3 separate regions of the Mus musculus genome follow, and all the other regions are linked to region 1. A link is a contact called in public ChIA-PET and Hi-C data. All regions are on one chromosome and are shown on one strand. The core of a region is the stretch at or near the end of the contact, and the rest is flanking DNA. Distances in the headings are between cores, read along the strand shown. Region 1 holds the start of Mob3a (MOB kinase activator 3A). Region 2 holds the start of Ncln (nicalin). Region 3 holds the start of Cnn2 (calponin 2).

The links. A called contact is a pair of places that touch in the nucleus more often than the background predicts. ChIA-PET counts read pairs in DNA pulled down with a chosen protein or histone mark.
Region 2: a contact with region 1 is called in a Hi-C map of CD4 T cells, with 4 times the contacts expected there. The contact joins the promoter of Ncln here to the promoter of Mob3a in region 1. A contact is called at or near these places in 1 of 484 Hi-C or Micro-C datasets (CD4 T cells) and 2 of 115 datasets of contacts at active chromatin or transcription factors (bone marrow-derived macrophages and pancreatic cancer cells).
Region 3: an RNA polymerase II ChIA-PET map of memory CD8 T cells shows a contact between it and region 1, with 164 read pairs. The contact joins the promoter of Cnn2 here to the promoter of Mob3a in region 1. A contact is called at or near these places in 2 of 39 promoter capture datasets (liver and pre-B cells), 2 of 484 Hi-C or Micro-C datasets (CD4 T cells and uterus), 3 of 115 datasets of contacts at active chromatin or transcription factors (bone marrow-derived macrophages, memory CD8 T cells and pancreatic cancer cells) and 2 of 9 other capture datasets (adipose tissue and liver).

What each region holds. Positions count from the first base shown.
Region 1 is chr10:80,699,910-80,704,974 of GRCm38.p6, reverse strand. It overlaps Mob3a (MOB kinase activator 3A), which reads left to right and starts at 3,155. Exons shown (of 4, transcript NM_172457.2): 1 at 3,155-3,178. Izumo4 (IZUMO family member 4) reads right to left here and starts at 2,282. Exons shown (of 10, transcript NM_027829.3): 1 at 2,016-2,282; 2 at 1,846-1,926; 3 at 1,695-1,766; 4 at 1,219-1,245; 5 at 1,047-1,122; 6 at 889-936; 7 at 781-795; 8 at 540-557; 9 at 262-276. The coding sequence starts at 2,259.
Region 2 is chr10:81,493,299-81,498,363 of GRCm38.p6, reverse strand. It overlaps Ncln (nicalin), which reads left to right and starts at 2,001. Exons shown (of 14, transcript NM_134009.3): 1 at 2,001-2,284; 2 at 4,825-5,015. The coding sequence starts at 2,101. S1pr4 (sphingosine-1-phosphate receptor 4) reads left to right here. Exons shown (of 1, transcript NM_010102.2): 1 at 1-619.
Region 3 is chr10:79,986,599-79,991,663 of GRCm38.p6, reverse strand. It overlaps Cnn2 (calponin 2), which reads right to left and starts at 3,064. Exons shown (of 7, transcript NM_007725.2): 1 at 2,924-3,064; 2 at 183-304. The coding sequence starts at 2,986.

The DNA of each region.
Region 1 (5,065 bases), core at 1,906-4,405:
ATATAGTCCAAGCTAGCCCCTAAGATTCTCCTGCCTCAGGCTCCTGGAAGGCTGGGATTATAGGAATGCATTGCTACACCTAGTCCCTGCCTGTTCTTAAATCCTAAAGTGTGCCAGTGGGATAGGGACCCTCCCTAGCACCCACAATGACAGGCCTCGATAGGGCATGAGAGGTCTGTGGCAAAGAGGCCACTTGACTTTGGAATTCTGTTTTCCACAGGTCACCTGCTTCTTTGTAGCCTTATTCCCCAGCTCACTCACAAGGCTGGGGTGGTTCTGCACATCCAAGTTGAGGCCGCAGGGAAGAAACACAGCATGGTTCAGGCAGTGCGTTGACCACACAGGCAGGTGTGACTACAGATGGCCAGTGTGCCCTCAGGCACACAGCCCTGCCCAGCATCCCCTCCCGCTCTTACCCACCCTGCCCAGCATCCCCTCCCACTCTTACCCACACACCTCCTCACTCCATCCCTCTCCCCACTCCCCATACCCCGCTCCTCACCTCACTCCTCCCTCTCAAGTGGAAGGCCTGGTCTTACCTCATCTTTTCATCCTGTCTGAAATAGAATGGGGCTCCAGTTAGACCCTCCAGGTCTGCCACCACACCAATTCAGGGAAGAATAGGTTTCATGAAGACCCTTCAGCCAGGATGGCTTGCCCCCTTCCTCCAGCTGAACTTGGAGACCTTTGAAGGGTGTGGGCAAGGTCCTCCTGAGCCTTGGCAAGCTTCAACCCCTCATCATAAGGCACACACAACCTTGGATTCCAGCAGGAACTTACTTGTGCCAGGTGTTTCTACAATGACAGTAGGTTTGGAGTCAGGGGACCAAGTGGCCTCCCTTGGTGTCTCCCTCTCCATGTCCTGGTACCCAATAAGCCCCAGCTCACATGTATTTCAGAAGGCCCTGTACAGCTGACTCCCACTGTGCCGATGACCTGGGGTGGGGGGGGGGAACACAAGACTTGGTGGTGGGGTATCCCCAAGGCCCTGGTCCCCTTCCTTGCCTAGGACCCCAGGGGCAGTGGGATTGCTGCATGAGCCATACTTGCAGTAGTAGCCAAAGCAAATGACGTGGGAGTCCGTGCAGTTGCTGCAGGAGATGGTCTCGTACTGGTAGATACCTGCAATATATGAGAAGCAGCCCCAGACTCCCCTGGGCCCTCCCCAGCCTGGGCCACTGCCACTGTGGCCCTTAGCCTGGACCATGGTTCACTTACCACAGTGACGCTGACAGTCAATGCGGCCTGGGGAGGGGAGGACATAACAGGATAGTGCTTTCTGACAAGGCCCAGAGCTCAACACCTCAGCCCCACTTGTTTTTGTAGCCCAGGATACCCTAGCACAGAGAAGGTAGCCTAGGCTGCCTTGTGATTTGTGGCAATCTTCTTGCCTCGTTCCCTCATTTCTGAGTGCTGGGATTACACGCTTGTGCTACATGAGTTTCATGGATGTAGGAAGGGGTCAGTTGCAGTGAAAGATGGGGATAACCTAAGGGAAGGATGGTTCCATTGTTCCTAGGTGCCACCAGGAGACTAGTTTGACAGAAATAAGGGGGTGATGGGCATGCTAGCAAACATTTATGCAAAAGGGCCTCCTGCAGAGTCACTCCTCCCTGAGCCCTGTTTCCAGTGCCCCTAGCCCTGAAGTGCCAGCGGCCATGATCATCTTCCCCTCTGTGGAGCCCACTGCTCACTCTCTATGATGGCGTTCTGGATGAGGCGCACTTGCTCCCGGAAGATGGCCCGCAGCTCATTGGGGAAATACCCTGATGTGAGAGTCACAGCAGAACGGTCAAGTTCAGGTGCGTAGCAGCTCGCACCGGCCCCACCTGTTTCTCTTTTTACCTGGGAAGTACATCTTCCCCTGGTACAGCTGGTCCATCCTCTGGTACACGGCTTCTGCTACTTGATATAGCTTCTTCCGGGCTAAGGGCAGGAGGAAAAAGCAAGCAAATGAGTGGCCCTGCCCGGTTCCCTGCTGCTCTTCTGACCCTGGAATGGGTTCCGCCGCTCACTGATCTCAGCAGGAATGGCCAGATGGAGCTCCTTCATCGTGTTCTGGATCCAATCGGAGAGCAGCATCCCCGACACAGGAATGTCACCCACCCACCACGACTTGAGGTTCACGTGGTGACGATAGAAGGAGAACTTCTCCGCGAAATTGGGGTCGCACTGCAGGCAGCCCCGGGCCAGCGCCGCTGTCATGCCCAGAAACAACAGCAGGGCCATGGCCTGGCCCAGCCTGCCTTGCCCAAACATCGGCGCCGCCAGCGCCGCACCCTCCAGCCGCGCACCAACCAACGGTGCCTCCCGCGCCACGCCCTGCCACGCCGCACCAACCAACAGCTCGCGCTGTGGACCCTGGCCGCGCCATCCCCTGCCCGGGCCTGATCATGCTTCCAACTCTGGTCCCGCCCCGCTTAGACATGTCCCGCCCACCGGGCCTGATGGCGCAAGCCTTTAATCCCAGCACTTGGGAGGCAGAGGCAGGCGAATTTCTGAGTTCGAGGCCAACCTGGTCTACAAAGTGAGTTCCAGGACAGCCAGGACTACACAGAGAAACCCTGTCTCGAAAAAAAAAAAAAAGACAGCGCCTGCCCACGGATGGCTCCGCCCCTACCTGGCCAGGCCCCGATTAGACTCCTGTCCCAGGCCTGGTTCCGCCTACAGGCCTGGTACCGCCCACGGATGGCTCCACCCCTTTCTAGCCTGTCACCACACCCACCCCACCGCCATCCGGACTTCTGTCCCAGGGCTGGCTCTACTGGATCTCCCCAGGAGAGTGTAACTGAATCTCTCCAGTTACAATTGGCAACTGGTAATGCCAGTCTGTCCCCAGGCTCCACCCCATCCACAGCGCCTTACGCATGCGCTTTGGGCTGGCGCCAGTTCCCGAGCCAGCGAGGGAGGGCTCGTCCCGCCCCTCATCCGCTCCACTACAGCCAATTAGCAGCGCCCGTCCTGGTCTCCAGGGGCGCGGAGTGCCGCCTGCCTTTCACACCGTGATCCTCCGAACTCGGGCGCCACACCTCCATCCGGGCTGCTTCCCTTTAAGGGAAGTAAATCCGGCTGGCGGGCGCGGCCTGGGCGGGGCGTGCGGCGTGTCCCTCCGCGGGCGTGTCCCTCTGCGGGCGCGGCCGGAGACTGGGCGAAGCGAGAGACGGTTCCGGACAGCCAGGTGGGTCCTCCGAGGGCCAAGGCGGGCGGCGGGCAGCGGGACTTCATCCCTCAGGGTGACAGTGTCCAGCGACCGGCCCAGAGTGGGCGCTGGGGACCTGGATCTGTCAAAAGGAGGGAGAAAGGAAGCGTCATGGATCAAAAGCGTGTTTAATATTTGAGGTCCTAGATAGCACAGGCTAGCCTCCAGCGGCTGGATAGGATCCTCCTTCCCATCTCCGCTGACTCATTTGTTTGAAATGATCACGTTTCTGTTAAACTTCATTGAAGGTCTGGGCTCTTGCTCTGGAGTGAAGCATTTGCCTTGTGTGTAGAAAGCCCTGGGTTCTATCCCTACTTCTGCCTCTTCAGCACTCCTCGGCCTCCCCTAAATAAGCCATTGAAAGGCTGGATGGAGAGACTCAAAAACAGATCACAGAAAGTTAACTTTGGCCGCAGTTTCTTTTTCTTTTTTCTTTTCTTTTCTTTTCTTTTCTTTAATTCTTTCCTTTTATATTTAGCCCAGGCTATCCTGGAACTCAGCGAGATCACCCTGCCTGTGCCTCCTGAACGCTGAGATTAAAGGTCTGCGCCAATAACTTTGCCTTTTCTCTTCCCTCCTGCCTCCACCCCTTCCCTAGGCTCCATAGAATAAAGTGCCTACAGTCAAGTAGAGGTTGGCATAGTGTTAAGGCAGGGCAATTATTATTCCAGAGCTCCACGTGTATCCTTGTAACTTTGGTTTCTGATTTGCTACCGTTATGCAGAGTTGGGAGCTCAGGAACTAGGGGTGGGAGTGTCAGGGGACAGTTAGGTAGGACTCTCAGGTCAGCCAGCTCTTCCTTCAGCATGGAGGAAGTGGTTACTAGCTCTGTAAGTGATGGGGCTTCAGAGAGGTGCTAGCTGGAGGCAGCAGGATGCAAAAGAGACCACAGACTTAACCATTGACAAAGGCAGAAGCAGATAACCTGAGAACTTCCGAAAACCAGGTTTTAACCGCCCCTGTCCTGGGCTTGTTTTTAGAACTCAGTGAACAGCAGAGGTGACAAGGCTAGAGAGTTCCACCCCTGGGGCTTCTTGATGTCTGTCCTTTCTCCATCTTGATCCATTCCAGTGCCATTTAAGTTCAAGGGCAGCCTGGGACACTTAGTGAAATCTCACCTCAAAAAGAGCAAAAGGGGGCTAGTGCTCTTCCTGAGGTCCTGAATTCAATTCCCAGCAACCACATGGTGGCTCACAACCATCTGTAATGGGATCTGATGCCCTCTTCTGGTGTGTATAAAGACAGCAACAGTGTACTCACATATATAAAATAAATCTTAAAAAAAAAGAGCAACAGGGCTGGGGGTGTAATCAGGGTGGAGCCCCGCCTAGAATTCCCCCAGTGAGGGCTCAGGAGCAGAACATTAACTTAGGGTGTGTATGAGCCTGGGTTCCTCCCCAGTATTGGAGGAGGGGGGTGATAAGCCCTACCCCAAAGTAGAATTAATTTCAATGTTAGGGCGGAGTGAACGTGATAGAAACATATGTTTGAATTGAAATTTATCTGTCTGGGATCAGAGATGTGGACTGAGCAGAGCCCCCCATCCCCGACCTTAGTGTCACCCTGAGACCAGGACGACACTGCAGGGCACTGTGTGAATGGCATGCCTCTTACCTAGGAGAAATGTAGTTTTTATTGTGTGTGTATGTGTGCCACTTGCCTACAGGAGCCTCTTCTGAGGGTGTCACGTGCGGTTGTGAGCTGCCATGTGAGTGCAGGGACCTGAATCCCAGACCTCTGCAAGAACAGCCGAGCACTCTTACGCACAGAGCTATGGCTCCAGCGGTGTACACATCCCAGCTGGCTTGTCACTCCCTCGGTAGCCCAGGACCGTGTCAAGTTCTCCTGATTCAGCCCCCCCAAGAA
Region 2 (5,065 bases), core at 752-3,251, 790 kb before region 1:
CCTTCCACAAAATTCCCCGTGATGAATGTTTGGCAGAGAGTGGCTGGAGCCAGAGCCAGTGAGTCTGGGCCTTGAAGGGCCCCTCCCCCCCGCCCAGGCAGCAAAGGGGATGTGCCATGTCCGAGGCCATGGACAGGACAGAGCTTTGTGGTTCTGTCTTAGTCACATGTGTTCAGGTCAATGCCCAGGCTACTGTAATGTGTCTCCTGGTCATACCCACTGGTATACAGTGCTTTGGGGGTGTGCTGGGATGGGGGTGGACCTGCACCATTTGTTTGAGGGCAACTTGACGTGTTTAAGAATGAAAGGGGGCCTGGAGGGCACACCAGTCTGTCATCCACCCCTCTTCTCAATGACTTCTACATTGGGACAAGCAGCCTGCCCCCGATGGCCTCCCTCCTCCAGTTCAGGTTCTCTGTCTCTGTGTGGGGAGGATAGAGCCACCCACTCCAGGTCTGGGGCAATCTCAACTGGTCCTGTAACCCCGCAGCCTCGCCCTTCCTGTTCTGAATCACGGAGATATGCTGTGGCAGGGAGCTGTGGACCCTACCATGTGATAGTGCAGCTGCAAGCCATGCATGGCTGCATAAAATTCATTAAAATGAACGAAACCTCCACATTCCGTTTCTCAGTGTATTGTAACCGAGGCGCGCTGGCAGTGACTCTAGGATGGTAGGGATTGTCACAGTTATAGATGGCAGAAGTTCACGCTGTTGGACACACATCATCTGTTTTCTTTTCTACACTTTCAGTTCTGATTGTCTGTGGCCTCGGTATACAGTTGGCAGTTATCACTCACCCGGGGGAAAGGACCACAAGTTTGAGTCTTAGAATCTGTTTTCTTACCTAAGGCAAATGGTCTTCAGAGAAGGCACCATCCCCAAGTTCTCCACAGGCTTCGAAAGCCAGCACTCACCAGTCGCGAATCTTACTCAAAGTCAGTTCATGCCAGTTTGCATATCAAATTCCCACCTGTGGCTGCCAGTGGGTGGGTGGCAGTGTCTGGTCTTTTATTTCTTATTTATTGTATTTCTAGAGGTGTGAGTGACATATAATTTTAATTCACATCTTAACTTACCCCAAGACACAGGGACTAGTCAAATCCATTGAAGTTGCAATAGGGCAAACCAAAAATGTTAGGTTAAATATGTCCCAAGTATGAACAGGGATACTAAAGACCTCCCATCGTCACACTAGTCTCATTTTAGCTATCTTGATCTCCCCACTGCCATTAAAGTCCGCGCCAATTCTTGCCTTCCTACCTTACCACCTGCCCCGAATATTATTTTTTTAACCAGCTTTTCACTCATTCACTTAAATCCTGTAGAACACCTGTAGTCAGAGTGTCTTGTGATCAGAGAGCTAGCACCTTCAAGACAAAGGCCTCACCTCTCTCTCTTTCTCTTTTATTTTATTTTATTTTATTTTCTCGCATTCTAATCCCCTCTCCTTTCAAAGACTAAAAGAACGACTCTAGTTCCCATATTCCTTTGTGCTTGCCCGATAGGACTACAATTCCCAGAGAAACAAGGCACCAGGCGGGCACTTTCTCTTTCCTTTCCTACATCTTTCCGGGTCGAACGGTCACGTCCTGCACTTTAGGTTTTGGATTGTCCTTTCATTAACGACTCCAAACATGGGGCTTAAACAAGATTTACTGGGAATGGTTTTTAATAGCTTTGTAAGTCATCTGTGTTTTGCGGCTTGGATGAGTTCAGTAGCAGTAGATTGTCCACCATAGCTTCTAGGAGCGGCACAGTGGGACTACAACTTCCAGGGGGCTCCGCGCATAAGGACTGTCACAGCTTCCGAGAGGCCCTAGTGCGAGTCTAAGTGTGCCTACAACTCCCAGGGTTCCACAGCGCGCGGAGCCGTTTAAAACGAGGCTCGCTCACAAGAAAGACTACATTTCCCAGAAGGCGGCGCGGCAGACAGGGCCGTCCGCAGTGCTGCCCGAAGGACCCTAGGGCAGGCGCGGGCTGTTCGTGGCTCTCCCCGAAGGACCTCAGCAGCCGCCCATGCCGAGCTGAGTCCGCCGAGCCTCGGCCGCTTCCCGTCGCCCTCCGTCGCTGCCGCCTTTGCGGCCTGCCGCCCGCCGGGATGTTGGAGGAAGCGGGCGAGGTGCTCGAGAACGTGCTGAAGGCGTCGTGCCTGCCACTCGGCTTTATCGTCTTCTTGCCCGCCGTGTTGCTGCTCGTGGCGCCGCCGCTGCCCGCCGCCGACGCCGCGCACGAGTTCACCGTGTACCGCATGCAGCAGTACGACCTGCAGGGCCAGCCATACGGTGCGCGACCCCTGACCTCTTCTCTTGACGCCGCCGTCCCCCTTACTGCCACACTAGTCCCCCAGTCACTGCGATCCTCCCACTGTCAGGCAGAGGAACTCCGACTGCTATCCCGGTCTCCCCATTGACTTACTGTTCCTGGCAGCTCTGTTCCCTCAGTTCCCCTGCTGTTTCACTGACTCCTGTCACCCCATCCCATCATCGCCACCCTGATTCCTATCTCTCCTCGATCCCATGTCACCCTGATCCCTCTCTGTCAGCGGTTGCCTCAGACCACTCTCAGGCCGGCGTCAGCCCCCGGGCCTGGTGTCCTGGGGTTTCCTGGGGCCTTGGTTCCCACAGTACCATACTTTCACCCCTTTGCTCTGCTCCCCACTCCTCGCCAGGGTTCCCCAGGATCTCTGTCCCCATGCCTAGGTTTGGGGCCTCTCAGAGCTTCCCGCACCCTGCTCTTTGGTTTGCCTCTCAGCCTTGATACTGTCTTTGCCTGAATGCCAAGGCCGGGCCCCCATTTTTGAGCGGGTGTGGCAGCCTGGTGTGTGCACCCAAGCCTATGTGGCCCCTATACCCAGAATTGCATTAATTTCTCTTTAAAACTGTGTTGCCATGGCAGGGGTCATGTTGCTGCCCCAGCTCGGGGAGCTCTAAGGGGTCGAGGCCAGGTGGCTGCCCAGCACCTTGCAGGACCCAGAACAGTGGCCCCAGAACAGTGCCCTGGCATGTAGAGCACCCTGGGGTGGGGGACCTTACCCTAGGCCAAGGAGTAGGTGGCCAGGTGTCCCAATGTCGTAAGCATTTGCTTGCAGATCCTTGTGGCCTGGTATCTTCGGAAGGGCCACCTGCTAAACTGCCACTGTGGGGTGTCACTGATGGCGGGGGAACCGTGGACACCACTAAGCTGTGAAGCATAGCTTCTGAGCTCCCACAGTTGTTCCAGAGCATTCCGCGATCTGGAGGGCAGTTCCTAGACCATGCATTTCCATGTCTGGGTCTCACATGCACAGAATCTTGGGTGGGCCGGTCTGTGAATAAGCTCATGTATTGTGGACCAGATGCCTAACGTGACTTTCTCACCCATCCTTGGCTGGTTAAGAACTAATGGGCTCTTGCATCTTGTCTACACCCTGGAGGACTCGTGATGGGGCAGCCAGCCAGAGCAGGTCTTTAGAAACCCTGGGCATAAGTTCTTTGAGTTCCTCAGCCCCTGGCCACTCCACAGCCTTTCCGCACCTCTCCTTACCCAACTTCCCCTGGGCCTTGTTGAGAAATAACCAACGCTGGTGGGAAACGAGACTTGTGGGTGTGACTGTGACACCGGCTACCATCCCTCCTGTTGTGGACTCTGGCCTTCTTAGGGCATGTCTTCTTATCATCATGGGCCTTGGAACAGAACTTCAGCATTTTAGCCTTCCTAGTGGCTCGGTGGCCCTCAGGCTCAGCTTTGCCTCACTAACCTGGAGCCAACTGGTGAGGCTTGGCCTCCCTGGTTGTGGATAAAGTTTTATTGTCATGAGGTCATTGACACCACTGAGTTGAGCAGCCGGCATCGGGGAGAAGCCTGCTGATTGTCCACTGCCTTTATGGTATCTCTGAACTGGTGCCACTTGGGGACTGGCTGCCCTCCTGTGGGTAGCACAATGGTTTGGGAGTCCTGGGGACTGGTGCTAGCCAATACTGCCCACTGGGGCTCTGTCACTCCTCACAGACAGCAAAGCTGGGTACAGAGTACCGTCCTGCCACGTGGCCTACAGGATTTCCAGAAAGCACTGTAGGGACCCAAAGGGAGAGCTGCTGTCCAAGCCACCCTGAGAAACCAGGGACAGGTTGAAGAGGGAGAGGTGTTGCCTCTCCCTGATGGGAGTCAGGTGTCTGCCAGGAGGTGCTTGGCCCTTGCTGGCTTCCAGGGAAGTTGTTCCCGGCAGGCCCTCCCTCACCTAGCTCCCTTAGATTCTGCAGTCCTGGAACATGGGGGCTGGGCCTCAGCTGGACCCGTGTGTCCACGTGATAGCCATGTCTGTGGGCTGCAGGTCCCTATCCAGCTCTGCCCTGGAGTGCATCTCACCCCCATGTGTCTGGGGAGACCCCAAGTGAACTGTTCTAGACCCAGCACCACGTACCTTTGACACTTGGGTCCTGGGGTAGGAGGGTTTCATGGTGGTTTGGGTGTCAGCATTCAGGTGACCACCCTGGAGACTCCACAGGACTCGAGTCCCCTCCACAGTGAGCAGTCACTCACTGCCCCCTCCTGGCCATGTGCATCTAGGGTTACTGCCTGCCATCATTCTTGTGAGAGCTGAGCATTTACAAAGTGCCCCAAGTCTGGCTGTAAGTGGGGCCCAGGGGACTGCAGTTCTTGAAGGGATCATCCTGCTGTATCGATTCACCTCTGGCCCATGCAGTTCAGACCCCTAAGGGTCAGCTTGGCCTGCCATGGTTCTGTGCCGGATATACCGTGCCTGTCCTGTAAGAGCCCCACTCTCGCTGTGTGCTGTGTGGAGGATGGCAGCTGTGATGATGCCATGACCCCGTGTCCCCCATAGGCACGCGGAATGCAGTGCTCAACACAGAGGCCCGCACGGTGGACGCAGATGTGCTGAGCCGCCGCTGCGTGCTTATGCGGCTCCTGGACTTTTCCTATGAGCACTATCAGAAGGCTCTGCGACAGTCAGCAGGTGCTGTGGTTATCATCCTGCCCCGGGCCATGGCTGCCGTGCCCCAGGATGTCGTCCGGGTAAGCCTGTGTCTCAGTCCCCATGCCTGCCCCTCAGGTTGCATCTGCTG
Region 3 (5,065 bases), core at 1,815-4,314, 710 kb after region 1:
GAAGTAGACCCTAAATAATACAATTTAAAAAGACAACACAGTGAGCAAAGAGAATGAACAATAAAAGAGAGATCATGCAATAAGACAAGAAAAAAAAAAAAAACCAGAAACATACAACATACAGCAGCCATGCATTGAGGAGCGCTCAGGGGCGATGCCCTTGTGCGCTGATAAACACTCACGTGCATAGGATAACCCCATCTTTCAGACCCTTCTGGAAGTCAGGGCCAATGGAGAGGCCCGTGAGTCCCTCTATCCAGCTTCGGAGTTCTGCTTCCTTTTGGGGGTCATATTTGGACAGGAGCTGGAAGAGCAAAGAGCTAGGACTGAGGTGAGAAGCAGACACGCCCCCGTGGGAGTGGCCTCGTAGATGAGGCCAGAGACAGCGGGGCAAGAAGGGTGTCTGAAAGCCCAGGCCACCTCCTGCCGCCACCTCCTGCCGCCACCTCCCTAGAGCAGGATGACACGTGTCACCTTGGTGTGCTGGGGATGAAAGCAACAGGCTGTGTTAAGTCAGCACCAGCACCAGCACTCAGCACCAGCTCAGCTGGTGGTCCAGCGCCAGTCCATCCTCACAGTGTCTGAGCACTTCCTATAGGCAGAGGGCTTTGCATCCAGAAGGTTCACTACTGACACTTGTAGAGGCCTGTTCTTTTTCGTGGCTGAGCAGTATTCCAGCTGGCCGACCTCCGAGGAGGCCCGACCTACATACTCAACTTCCCACCGATGCGCCGCGCTGGGAGCCGCACCACGCTGGGAGCCCCCCGGCGGGCGCTCCCTCTACAGATTTCTCTCATGTTCTCAAGGCAGCAGGAGAGCTGCCCTGTGTGGGCAGTGAAAAAAAAACTCAACTCTCCTGGCCTCAGTTTCCCCATCTCTTTCTTTCCTTCCTTTCATTTTTTCTTTCTTTCTTTCTTTCTTTCTTTCTTTCTTTTTTTTTGGGGGGGGGTTCTCTGCTCTCACTCTCTATATAGACCAGGTCAGAGATTCACACAGGATTAAAGGAGTGCAGTATTCTTTTTTTTTTTTTTTTAATCTTTACTTTATGTGTCTGTGTGAGGGTGTGAGATTTTGGAGTCACAGTGCTGCTGGGTCCTTCAAAAGGGCAATCAGTGCTCCCATCCATCTCTCCATCCGCCAGTCCCCCGGCCCCCCCCCCCCCGGTTTTTCGAGACAGGGTTTCTCTGTGTAGCCCTGGCTGTCCTGGAGCTCACTTTGTAGACCACTAGCCTACGACTCAGAAAACTGCCTGCCTCTGCCTCCCGAGTGCTGGGATTAAAGGCGTGCGCCACCATGCCCGGCAGTTTCCTATATGGACTGGTTTGTGTAAGAGTTCGCTGTCAGGCGCTCCCTCTCCCCTTCCTGTCTTTTAAAATCCTTCGAAGTGGGATTAGCTGGGTGCAGGGGCAGTCGGGGCAGCTGTTCCCACAGGAAAAAGCAAGGACAGCCCAGAGGGGAACAGGGGTCGGCCAGGGACGCCAAGCATGCCTGGTCCAGCTGTGCCACGTCCCTAGCCACTCTGAGGACCAAGGAGGAGGGCAGGGGCTCAGTCCCGCCCGCTGCGGCCACCTCCCTCCCCACTGCCCTTCAGCGCATTCCTGCCCGCAGGCCACAAACTACCAGGAATGCGGTGGCCTCCCGGGTCTAAATCAAGACCAGCTGTTCCCCAGTGGCCAGGCTCCTCAACTGGACCGAACAAAGTCCCACGGGATATGGGCCAGCTAGGGGGGTAAACTGAGGCACATAGGTCAGGCAGAAAAGTCTCCGGATCCCCCCTCCCAGTGGACGATGCAACCCTTCTGTGACCCCTGCAGGCTACTGGGGGGGGGGGGTCCACTTCCCAGCTCCACAGTTGGAGGGGATCTGAGAGCTCATCCCCTGAGCAAGTGCTGACCTGTCCCTGGCCCCACCCAGCTCCTAAAACTCTATCCTTAGGGCTGTCCTGACTCTTTCTTTCACTTTCTCTGTTCCAGGGAGATGTCCAGTCTGTCCAGGAAGAATTGGGCAGGGTCGTCAGAATGCTGTGTGTCTCTGGGGAGCTAGAGCAACCTCTCTGAGCCCAGGGTGGGAAGTGAAATAGCAACTTGTCTCTAGCAGGCTGAGGATAGCACATGGGTGGCATGAGGTAGGTATGCCTCTCGTGTCACTTGTAGGGACCTGGCAGGTGCCAGTCGGAGGTGGGTCCGACTGGTAGCTTCAGCGTGCCTAGGCAGGTTGCTTGGCTTTAGCTGACTGTGAAACTTGCATTCCCAGGTGCCAGGTGTGTGCGTGTGGTTGGCGGATCTATCTAGAAGGTTTCAGGATGTCAGGCCTGAGCCCCCTAAGTCTGGGATCAGTGTCTCCCTCATCAGCTCAGGACACCTTGCTGTATGGCTCCCCAGATGTCCCTCCGAAACTGGTGACTTCAGTGTTCTCCTGCATTTGCGGTTCCTCTCAGTGAGCCCTTTCCCAGGTGTGTGTGGGAGTCCTGGAACGGACCACACCCTGTTAAGAAGGCCACCGGCCCCGCCCCCTTCCCTGTCCCCAACTTAAGTGGCTTAGATGAAACGGAAGTTTCGACAGGTAATGAAGATGGGGCCTCAGGGGGCACTCTCAGACGCCCGGATCGCTCGTGTGCTCGCTTTCTCTCTCCCGGACCTTAACTTTCTTACATCCTGCAAGGGGCACAGAGTGCAGGAAGCCCGGGGCGCCGGGGACTGAGAGGTCCAGGGGCGGGGCTGGAGGTGACATTCAGGATGCGGATAAAATGGGTCCCCAGCCTCCCAGACGCCACAGCTTCCCACAGCACCCCAGACCCTCCGGATATCAGGGTAAAGCAAAGCCCAGCTGTCCCGGCTCATGCATCGGTCGCGCGTTCGAGGCTGGCGAGCCCCGCTCCCATTGGTCGTGCGTTCGAGGCTGGCAAGCCCCGCAACCCACTCACCCGGTTCTTGACCTCGGCCGAGAGCCCGTAGGACGGGCCCTTGTTGAACTGCGTGGAGCTCATGGCGCGGGACCCCGGAGCGGGACAGGAGGACCAGCGGGACCGGCAGAGGGTCGGGCTGCGGGCGGACGGCCCGGGACGGGGCTGAGCGCCGCCCCCGCCGCCGATTGGCTGGCAGAGCAAATGTCCTTATAAGGCGTGGAAGCGCCGAATTCCTGTGGCCGCGACTTCCTGAGCCCCCCTCGGCCGCCGGGACCCCCGCCCGCCGGAGCCACCCTAGCATCCCGGCCGATCAGGAGGGGCCCGCCGTCCCGTTTGTAGTTGCGGGAAACTGAGGCAGCGAAGGGCGTGGGCTTCCGACCTGGGCCAGAAGTCAGTTTACTCCTCCTGTATCATAGTGAGAGACAGAAAACTGTTCGGTGGGACCCTAAATCCTAAAATCTGGCTAGAAACCTTCTCTGCCACTACCGGCACTTACCAGAATCTTGCTCCCTCTCCAAACATCTCAGTGGGAAGGGGCAGGGGCGGCATAGACAGGATTCTCGAGGGGAGCTTCTCAGAGAAGGAGGCCTCGGGAGCTGGAGCACTGATGGATGAGTTTTTCAGTCCAAAGGGAAAAGGCTTTCTGCTAGAACACCAAGTGCAAAATATGGAGGGTGGGAGAAGGCGATCGGTTGGAGGTCGGGGTGGGGCTCCCAGAAGGGCTGAGGGTTGCTGGCTGACTGTGTGAGGGTGGAGTGGCTGAGGATGATATCCTTTCAGTAAGTGCCTGAGCTCAACCTGAGTCTGTAGATGGATCAAGTTGATTCCTGAGGGGCTGGTCCTGCCCCACGGAACACAGGCAGACAGATGCTGGGAGTCTCAGGGCTTGACAGAGAGGCCTTGGCCATAGGACGGAAGCATAGTTTTTTCGAGACAGGATTTCTCTGGAACTCACTCTGTAGATCAGGCTGGCCTCGAACTCAGAAATTCACCTGCCTCTGCCTCCCAAGTGCTGGGATTAAAGGCGTGCGCCACCACGCCCAGTGGTTGGATACTTCTAAAGGGTGGCTTTCTTCCCACCTCTCTGGGTTTCTGTGATTTAGACAAATCCTTCCTCTCTGGGCTCTGCTGGAGTTTTTGAATTTGTACAGTGGAGCACCGGACTCCAGATGGTCCCAAACTGTGGACAACACAGGTTCCTGTGACCAGGCAGGAAGCCCCAGGTGTCGGGACACTGAAGACCTTTTTGGAATAGTTAAAGAAAGCACTTGTCAAGAGCGGCCATGCTGTGTGGGGTGCACACAGGCTTAGCAGGGTATCAGGGCATCCAGGCCACTGTGCTGAGCACTGAGACAGCAACTGCAGGTGCCACAACCAGGTTCTCTGCAAGAGCAGCTATTTCCCCAGACCTGAGCCATCTCCCCAGCCCACCCTCCTCGCCTCCTTTCTTCTCCATCTGCAGCGCACCTGTATCCACATACACAGCCCTCACACACACCCCCAGTGTTCACAGCCTTCTGTGACTCCAGCTTCAGGGGACCCGACGCCCCCATCTGGCCGCTGTAGGCACTGCATGCGCGTCGTGCGCAGACAGGCACTCAAAAAAAAAAAAAATGAGTAGATGAGTCCAACTTCCCTCATTTTCTTAACAGGGGCTGAAATTTGAACAAAACACTGTGTATGCTGTGAAGTATAGCCACATCTCTGCTCCCGCCCAGCAGCAAGGCCAGCCACTCCCTCCTTCTGTCCCGCCCCTGAGCTCAGAAGAGCTTTCTGAGCTTTGAAGTGGTTGAGAAATAAGAACAAATAAGGAAAACTATTCCATGCCGAGAGGACTGTGTGCCACATTCAAACCCTGGCCCTGCTGCTTTGTGACTTACAATCCCAGAAACAAAACCCCAAACACCCCAGATCCCAAGATTCTGGATTTCTAGCAGCTTAGTGTATTAGAACTCTGTCCTGAGATCGAAAATGAATGGAATTTAACATTCCATGTAGCTGGGTGGTGGTGGCACGTCTTTAGTCCCACCCAGCACTCTTGAGGTTCTCTGTGAGTTCGACTCCAGTCTGCTCTACAGAGTGAGTTCCAGGACAGCCAGGGCTACACAGAGAAACCCTGTATTGAAAAACAAACAAAAATCCTCCTTCCCCATTTCACTG